Linked DNA regions of Mus musculus: regions 1 and 3 are each linked to region 2. A link is a contact called in public Hi-C and HiChIP or PLAC-seq data. All regions are on one chromosome and are shown on one strand. The core of a region is the stretch at or near the end of the contact, and the rest is flanking DNA. Distances in the headings are between cores, read along the strand shown. Region 1 has its middle 54 kb from the start of Spp1. Region 2 holds the start of Pkd2 (polycystin 2, transient receptor potential cation channel). Region 3 holds the start of Zfp33b (zinc finger protein 33B).

The links. Hi-C and Micro-C count contacts between places; a contact is called where the count stands out from the background. HiChIP or PLAC-seq counts read pairs in DNA pulled down with a chosen protein or histone mark.
Region 1: a contact with region 2 is called in an H3K27ac HiChIP or PLAC-seq map of embryonic fibroblasts, with 16 read pairs. The contact joins the enhancer-like site here to the promoter of Pkd2 in region 2. A contact is called at or near these places in 5 of 39 promoter capture datasets (the 3T3-L1 cell line, 3T3-L1-derived adipocytes, liver and 1 more), 1 of 15 datasets of contacts at CTCF or cohesin (the NIH/3T3 cell line), 10 of 484 Hi-C or Micro-C datasets (the 3T3-L1 cell line, the AML12 cell line, ECoMG myeloid progenitors and 7 more), 6 of 115 datasets of contacts at active chromatin or transcription factors (acute myeloid leukemia, embryonic fibroblasts, embryonic stem cells and 2 more) and 3 of 9 other capture datasets (adipose tissue, liver and pancreatic islet).
Region 3: a contact with region 2 is called in a Hi-C map of muscle stem cells, with 2.8 times the contacts expected there. The contact joins the promoter of Zfp33b here to the promoter of Pkd2 in region 2. A contact is called at or near these places in 4 of 39 promoter capture datasets (the 3T3-L1 cell line, 3T3-L1-derived adipocytes, the HPC-7 cell line and 1 more), 4 of 484 Hi-C or Micro-C datasets (the HL-1 cell line, embryonic stem cells and muscle stem cells), 4 of 115 datasets of contacts at active chromatin or transcription factors (embryonic stem cells and microglia) and 2 of 9 other capture datasets (embryonic stem cells and liver).

The regions. Positions count from the first base shown.
Region 1 is chr5:104,379,449-104,382,270 of GRCm38.p6, reverse strand. No RefSeq gene overlaps it. Among named protein-coding and RNA genes, the nearest start is that of Spp1, 54 kb to the left of the region's middle. Within about 2 kb of position 1,485, at least 75 of the 459 cell types and tissues checked have an H3K27ac peak or open chromatin away from gene starts, as enhancers often do. A contact at or near this core is called in ECoMG myeloid progenitors, the NIH/3T3 cell line, acute myeloid leukemia and 4 more, where this site is marked.
Region 2 is chr5:104,458,104-104,460,803 of GRCm38.p6, reverse strand. Pkd2 (polycystin 2, transient receptor potential cation channel) reads right to left here and starts at 1,347. Exons shown (of 15, transcript NM_008861.3): 1 at 579-1,347. The coding sequence starts at 1,167.
Region 3 is chr5:104,570,176-104,573,094 of GRCm38.p6, reverse strand. It overlaps Zfp33b (zinc finger protein 33B), which reads right to left and starts at 1,423. Exons shown (of 3, transcript NM_001346671.1): 1 at 1,324-1,423. The coding sequence starts at 1,353.

The DNA.
Region 1 (2,822 bases), core at 236-2,735, 79 kb after region 2:
CTCTATCCCATACTATATCCATCCTGTGGTTGGTACCTCAGGGGGAAGAGATGTCTCAGCATGGGCCTGCAGAGGCACCCCCCCCCACACCTCACCATACTATGCCTCTACCAAACATATTCCTGATTCTTCCTTTTCCTTTTTTATAAAACACAAAATTCTTTTAAAGCAAACCAAGAATCACCTCCCACAAAACCTGACAGACAGATTAACCCCCCAAACAAGTCTATTTGGGATTGCCTTGTGCTCACAGGTGTGGAGGCATCTCCCAGCACGTGGGCAGCCTCTCGGGGCCTGTGCCCATCTCTTAATATTACCAGTGCAGCGCAGCTTTATGTTCTGTTACTGAGCTAAATAGAGCAACCACAAAGATGTGAAAATACCATTGGAATGAGGCTGTATTGCTTTATGCTCATGCATGAGGGGTGCAAGCAGAGGGACAGGCAGACAGGCAGACAGAGGGACCAGCAGAGGAATGTAGTCTCCCCTCCCCTAGCCTGAAACCTGCTTGCTCAGGGGTGGAGCTTCCTGCTCATTCGTTCTGCCACGCCCACTGCTGGAACCTGCGGAGCCACACACGTGCACCTTTCTACTGGACCAGAGATTATTCGGCGGGAATCGGGTCCCCTCCCCCTTCCTTCATAACTAGTGTCGCAACAATAAAATTTGAGCCTTGATCAGAGTAACTGTCTTGGCTACATTCTTTTCTCTCGCCACCTAGCCCCTCTTCTCTTCCAGGTTTCCAAAATGCCTTTCCAGGCTAGAACCCAGGTTGTGGTCTGCTGGCCGGACACAACAGAGGAACAGGCAGGCAGACAGGGTTCTCAGACTTGTTCTCTAAAGACTGGAGGAATCACGTTTATATAAATAGGTGAAATGCATGGCCAGGCAGGATATAATTTCTGCTTTTTATAATCTTAGGGTTTCTACTCACACCCTGTCAGTGCCTCCGGCCACTGGGTTTTGTACTTGGCACTGAGATCTCTGCATATGTGCCGGTTGCTTCTGTGTTTGGCTGGCAAAAAATATGGTGGAAGATCTAGATCAGTCCAGGTAAGGCATTTGGTGCGTGTGGGAGTTGAGGAAAATCTTAGGGAAGCATCTATTTAGAAGCTAGCTCTTAAATCTGATCATTGGTGAACACGTTTTTATTAACAGCATCTTGCATCTGTAGGGCCCCTTAATGGGAATGTCATGGTCTCCCTGCTTTGTCTCAAAGATATAGCAATAGTAAGACAATTTTTAATAAGACTATTGCATGATTAAAACAGCTCTATTAATAACTGTAGAGACTTCTTAAATGGAGAATTGTCTTTTATTTTTCCTATAATTTAATAAAAATAAAAACATTTTTTTCTTGGCTTGAGTTCATATTTTCTTCCTGGTTGGTTGATGATGTGTCTGTGACTCACTGAGCCAGTGGCATTGGTGGTGAGATTTAGCCAGAGGTGGAGAGAGGACAGAGGCTTGCATCTAAGGTGACTGCATAGGGGAGGAAATGATTCAGTCTCCCCTTGTGAAATGGAGGGCAAGTGGCTCCCCAGAGGGGGGTGGCTCTCTTCCTTCTCAAAGATTTCAACACAGCTCCTCTGTTTCCACTCTTTGTCACCATTGCCATGGTTTTACATGGACACCAGAGAGGCAGACCACCGTGATTTACCCACTCTTACACCAGAGAATGTTTTGAACTCACAACCATTGGCAACTTTTATGTAGTACACAAAGTTTTTTTCATGTAGTTTACAGGAAAGAAAAATCACACATATATCTGAGAAGCAAGCTGCTTTTCTTCTGGATTTCCAACCCTGGCAATCTATAGCTTTGACACACATATGGGGACTCTGGAAGGTATAATTGGTTACATTCCTGATAAAGGTACTGCTTAACTGAAAATATTCTGAATCAAACTCTGCTACTGGGCTTCACAGCTTAGCCAATAGGGTACTCAATAGAGTGTAGGCTGTTGACCCTCATGGTAAATATTTAAAATACAGCTTCAACTATATGTAGCTTGCTTATCCATCATAATAAGCTCTAAAAACTGAATAATACTACGTTGTATCATCATATATCAGAGAACATTGGTGTATTTTTTGGTAAGCAGGTGGTACAGGCCAGGCTTGGATACATTTATTGAGAGGTATGGACTATTAAGGATTTCAGACATAGATGAAATATGAAATAGAATATGAAATAGAATTCCAACAGACAGAGATGGCCAAAGATCTTTGAGAGAAGAAGGATTATGGTATCAATATCAATAGCTACTATTCATAGACTACATAGTACACATTTCTACCACAGCTTCATGTATAATGTTAAAATAAAAGCACACAAGAATGTTTATATGTGTAAAGCACCTAGAATAGTCTATGTATGGACAGTATCTAAGTGCTCAGTGCTAGTATTGTTTGTTTAGAGGCTGAGTCTTTGTAAATTGTCCAGAGTGAACTTGAACTCCAGGGCTCCATCGACTCTTCTGCCTCAGCAGACCAGCTAAAACCACAACCATTAACCACCGTACCTGGTTGGAAATTTTGAAGACATTTTTATGATAAAATATGTATCCCACAGAGAACTGACAAAAGATGAAGAGAGTTTAGAAGCCTTAATACGGCTAGGATCAACATAAGTAATCTCTCTAGAAGTGATGCCCTTGAAAATAGATTAGAAATGATGGGACTCAAAGCAGCAGCCACAGTCAGTGCTGTTAAACAACAGAGACAGCAAAAGCATACATTGCTTACAGAGGATTGTACTTTAGGCCAACAGGAATGTTTGCTCTCAGGGCTGGGGAAAGAAGATATTTTGGATGGAGAGAG
Region 2 (2,700 bases), core at 98-2,597:
AGAATTGGAAATGATCAAAAATGTGTTTCTACACATTTCTGTCAACAACCTCTCTCTCAACCAAACCTTCAGACAATGACCTGTTTAAAGGCATTTGTCTCAAAACTTGGATAACATTGTAGGTCCCTACTAGAATGGCTGAAGGGACATGACACATCGCCACCAAAGGAAAAGCTTGGGCTCTGGAATAAACTTGTTCCTCATTTGTGACATTTAGCAAGCATAAAGTTCCAACTATTGTCAGTTGTACTAGAATATTCACTTTTCGTCCTCCAAAAGCCCAGGTATTAACGGCTTGCTTTTGTTTTCCAAAATGTGCTAGCATCTTAAGGAGAGAGGAAGGGAGGAAGGGAGGCGTCCAATGAATTTGCACCAACAAGAACGCAGTAAAATTCGGTGATGGGTACCGGAAATCGCGCCGAATTAGAGGAGTTAGGGAAGGCGCTCTGGAAGGAGGCGGGAACGCAGAGGATGCGAGGTGGAGCCGCAGCAGACAGCCACCCTTGTAGGACAGGGGTTCGAGCCCGCGCGCAGGCAGTTGTCAAGCGTGCACTGGACGCCAAGAGTCCGGATCTTACCTCGCAGCCCTCGCACCAGCCTCTCTGCCCAGGCCACTCGGGGTGGCTGGCCCTCCAGCGGGAGGTGGCGATGCAGCGGGTCCCCGCCGCCCGCGGGGCTGGGACACTGCGCGCCCTGGTCCTCTAGCCGGCGCCGCCTCCCGCTCAGGTGAGCCGCGCCGCGGTAGCTCCCGAGCCCTCGGCCGCGGGCGCCCACCGAGCTCACGGCCGAGGAGGAGGCCGACCTCCGACTGCCCGGGCGCCACTCCACATCCATCTCTACCACCATCCCTCCTTCTTCTCCTTCCACCTCGTCGTCGTCGTCATCCTCCTCTGCCTCAAAGCCCGGGTTGTCGCGGCTCCACGCTTGCCTGGAGCAGGACGAAAGCGGAGGAGACGGCGAGGCCGAGGCTCCGGCCGGGGGATCCCGAGCGGCCGCCTGCCGGATGCGCTCCATCTCGATCTCCAGGCCCCGCTGCTCCCCGAGGCCGCCGGGGACAGCTAGGCCGGCGCCTCCCGCCACCAGGCGCCCGGGTCCGGACGCTCGCGGCGCGGGCGAGCGTCCCGCGTCCCCGGGCGGCTGCGGCTGCACGCGTCTGGAGTTAACCATGGCGCTCACTGGCGCCCAGCGCGCCCGGGAGTGCCGCCGCCCTCTGCCGCAGGAGCCATGTTCTTTTCTTCCCGGAGTCGGCCTGCTGCTCCCCGCCTCCGCCCGCCCCCTCGGCCCGCCTCCCGGGCCCTGGCCTCGCCTGGACTGGACTTAGGCGCGTCGAAAAGGCCCCAGCGGCCAGGGATCCAAGTAGAGCCAGGGTCCCCATCGGTGCCCACATTCCTACGGGGTAGCTTGCTTGGTCAGCCAGCTCGTCGGGAAAGGGGCTCCTGGGTGTGTCCATGCCTGCATGACCTTAAGATAGTGCTTAGACTCTGTCCATACTCCCCCTGGGTTTGCAAAGGTGCAAGGAGGAGGGTAAAGATGGAGATCTTTTGTTGGGATAGAAAGAACTAGTGAAATCCAGCTTGAACTGAATTCTCAGGGAAGGCAAAGAAATCCACCCTTCGTTTAAAAACCAGAAAGAAATCACCAAGGCGGCAAGGCTTGCATTTGGTGACCCTCAGCTCCTTGATTCTGTGTTTACTGGATGATTTCCTGTCTCCACTCTCCAGACATCTAGAGGCATCCAAGGGTTGGATTTTGGAACTTTCTGATGCCTCCACCATTACCTCATTTCCGCTCCTGGCCAGCCCTTGAGTAACAGAATCCTGCCTCAGGCGTTAGGTCTAGATCTCCATCCTCGCTACGCCCCAGCTGGCACAGCCAACTTAAGACAGCAGTTGGGTCAGGCAAAGCCTACTCCAAATTCGATTTTCCATGGTTTTCCCATCTCTTTTAAAAGTTAAATTCCTGGCCAAGATCTGTGCATCTCTGCCCTCACTTCTGACGCTTCTCATAGGATGTCCTCATCCACCTCCTCGTCAAGTCCCGCGGGGGTCTTCTTGTCATTTCTGTCCTCAAGGGGTTCTCTAATGCTTTTTACTCTAACTGCAAACATTGTCATTCCACAGCAGAGCAAATGATTTCTGTCACTTCCATATCTCTTCTGCCATTCTAATACTAAACTGGTCTCTCTCTGTTTAGCCTTGGGGATAGGACTGGATTGGGAGCCTATGGGTGGTATCCCTCCCCCATTTCCCTCCTACCCACCCACCCATATTCTCCATGTCTCCACTGTTTGCAATAAGGGGTCAGCCATGTTGGTACATTAAAGAATCTATGGAATTCTAGCTTAAGTGGTAATATTTTATTTCTGCAGTTTAGCAAATGTGCATGGTCCGATCCTATATTAGTTTGCCAGGCTTGTTATAATAACTTACCACACACTGTGTTCAATAATGCAAATACATTTTCTCAAAAAAAAAAAAAAAGTTGGTTGACCTTTTCCGAGGCCTGTCTTGGCTTGCATATGGCACGTTTTGCCTGTGTCTCCCCATTGTCCTCCCTTAAATGTTTCATCCTCCTCTTCCTCCTCATCTTCGTGGTCATCGTCATCATCACCATCATTGTCATCGTAGTGGTTATAGACAACCTTAATAGTATGATTTAAATTTAGTTACTTTTAGAAAGACCTCTGACCACATACAGTCA
Region 3 (2,919 bases), core at 174-2,673, 110 kb before region 2:
TACTACTCATCATTCAAACAGTGAGGCCCCATGCTCTACAGATCTCTCTGGGTGGAGAAGATCAGAATGGTGGCTATGGCTCTGCAGTCTCTCATGCCTCTTTGGGAAATCCATGACCTCTGAAACCCACAAAGAAAACAACTTGGAAGAGCAATTTAGTGTCTGCTTCCTACCAAGCACCATGAACACATGAAAAACCTCTGAAACTCAAATCTACTTTTGAACCCTGGACTTAATTTACATGAAACATGCATTGTGGCTGGTGGTAATAAAACAAGGGACAAATGCTAACAATAGTGACTTTCAAGAAAAACAAGCAATTTCCTGCTAAGGAAATGCCATCAATAAGATGATGTATGATCTTGTCCTTATGTGTAATATTAGCTGCTGATCTATAACCTGACACACACACAGCTTCTCAGCTGACATAATTACATCAACAAAGTTTGATCCCACAGAACATCCCCAACTTGTATACCCACCAATCTATACAATTTCTATAAACATGCATGAATTAATAAATGCTGAGGAATTTAAAACAATCACTCACTTTGCCCCATCAGGTCCTCCTTCCCAATGGTGACTCCTGCAGATGACTCCTTAAACTTTAGTCTGTGAGCTAGCTCTGGTCTACACTGTTTCACCCTACTGTGTACACAGTAAACCATTCCTCCTGTTCTAGTCTGAAGGCAGAATACATGTTCCACAGGAATGCACTTTTCCTTTCACTGCAAAGGACAGTTAATCACAGGACTTAAATGAGTAATTTTAAAAACGCTCTTGTACATACATTTAACATTCGAACTTAGAAAGTCTAATAAAAAGGAAAGCAGGGTCATTGCCCTGGGGAGCATGAGACTGGGATGCACGTGACAACATAGCTTGTCTCAGAAACATTTTTCTAAAAGACTAATGGGGCAGCTGTACAAAAATTAACATTGCATCTATTTCTTGTTTCTTTAAAAACAGAGGCATATTGAAAGAACGTGCTCTCAGTCACCCAACAGATGGATGCCTTTTACAACTAGACAAAATTAACTCCAAATGAATCACAACAAAAAATGATAGAGGAGAAGAGCTTGTAGACTCTACTAGAGGAACCAAGCCTGCCTGCCACTGGCATCCTATCAAGGATGTTTCTATACACAAGACCCTGTTCCAAATGCTTTGTGCAGATTCAGCCCAGAGAGGGAAGTTATTCAGATGCCACCGCTGGGTCCAGGAATGGCTTACACTAACAGGGACCTCACACGCGGCTGCATCAAGCTGCTGGTTCCCGCCCAGCCCCGAGCAGGACCCACCACAGCGGCTCCCGCTCCTCACCTTTGTGGAGAGTGAGGATGTGCTGGCCATGCTGTATCTTCAGAGCTTCCTGAGCTTCCCTCAGTACTCGGCAGTTGAGGTGAAAAAACAACACACAAAATCACGTAAACTCTCGCAGAACCTGCAATGTGATTTCCGGAAGAACCCTCCTCCTTTTCTGACTGGCAGGCGCGTATGGAGACTCTGATTGGACAGTGAATCTGTCAGTCCATTTATTCACTTCCGTTGGGCACAGCCTGTTTGGGCTCCGTACCGGGGAATAAATATCTAGACTATTTTTTCTTTTCTGCAGCCTGGCTGGTGCTGGGCTTCAGGGGAAGCCAAGAGTCTGCTCAGGGATGGGAAATGCAGTCTTTGATGAGGCCGAGGCTAGAGCTGGTTAGGGAGTTCCTGGTCTGTGACGTGTCCCAGTTCTGGGGTGGAGGGTGGGGGGAGGTTCTGACTCTTGAACATCCAGGCATAGCTGAGAGTCCCAGAAGAGCCACGAACTGAATCAGGGCCCTTGGGGGCACATATCTGTGTGATATGATTTTAAATTATGTAGCCATATTGTGTTTACAATATTTTAGCTTCGTGAAGAGTAAATTTTAAAGCCTGTTTACAACCTCAAATCTATTCTTTTTGAGTCTCAGTTGACAATAAATATATTTCACGGCCGCTGTTAATTTCTTGCTGCCTTCCCATGGTGAAGCTCTGTATTATATGAGGATGACATGAAGCTTTTCTGTTCCATGAATGACAGTGCTTTAAGATCCTTGTCCTAGCTGCCTAGACGCCAGTCTTCTCCTGGCAGTCTTTGTAACAAGATGTAGAACTCCCAGCTCCTCTGGCCCCATGCCAGCCTAGGCTCTGCCATGCACCTTGAACTTCTGAATTGTAATCGAGCCCCAATTAAACGTCGTCCTTTTAAGAGTTGTCTTTGTCATGGTAACTGTTCACAGCAGTAAAGCCATAATTAAAACAGGAAGAGATAATTGAAAGTAGAAAACAAACAAACTACTAAAGTCCATTTCAAAAGACATATCCAAAGACACTACCATTGTTTCCTGTCCCCTGGACAACTCCCTGCTGACCTTACCTGCCATTGTGGGTTGGACATGACGTGACAGAGAGTCAAAGACACAGACTTCTGGAGTAGACAAGAAAGACAGTGCAAGGTCTCTAAACACTGCTGCAAGCTTCTTTAATTCCCTTCACCCATGCTCACTGGTACCAAGAAAGCATCTGTGGGTATGAATATAAATGCTCAGAAGATACTGTGGAATCACAACTCTTTAAATAATTTTAGAAAATTCTTACGACTGTACATGTCAGTCGCAGGTTTATTTGCTGAATTTACATGACAAAACAAAATACAAATTAAAGAAATAGAAAAAAAGAAGATGGTTTCTGTTTCTTGTCAGGATAATTTAAACTAAGTAGAAATTTAAATATGAAAAAACACAATGAATCCTTTTCTGAAGAGGTAGCAATTGTACATAATTAATTGCTAAGAGGATAATCATTATACAAGCTAAAGACAGGTGATTCTCTCACAAACCCCATGATGAGACATGGAGCCCCAAGATGACAGATGGAAACCCTGGGTCTCCAAGA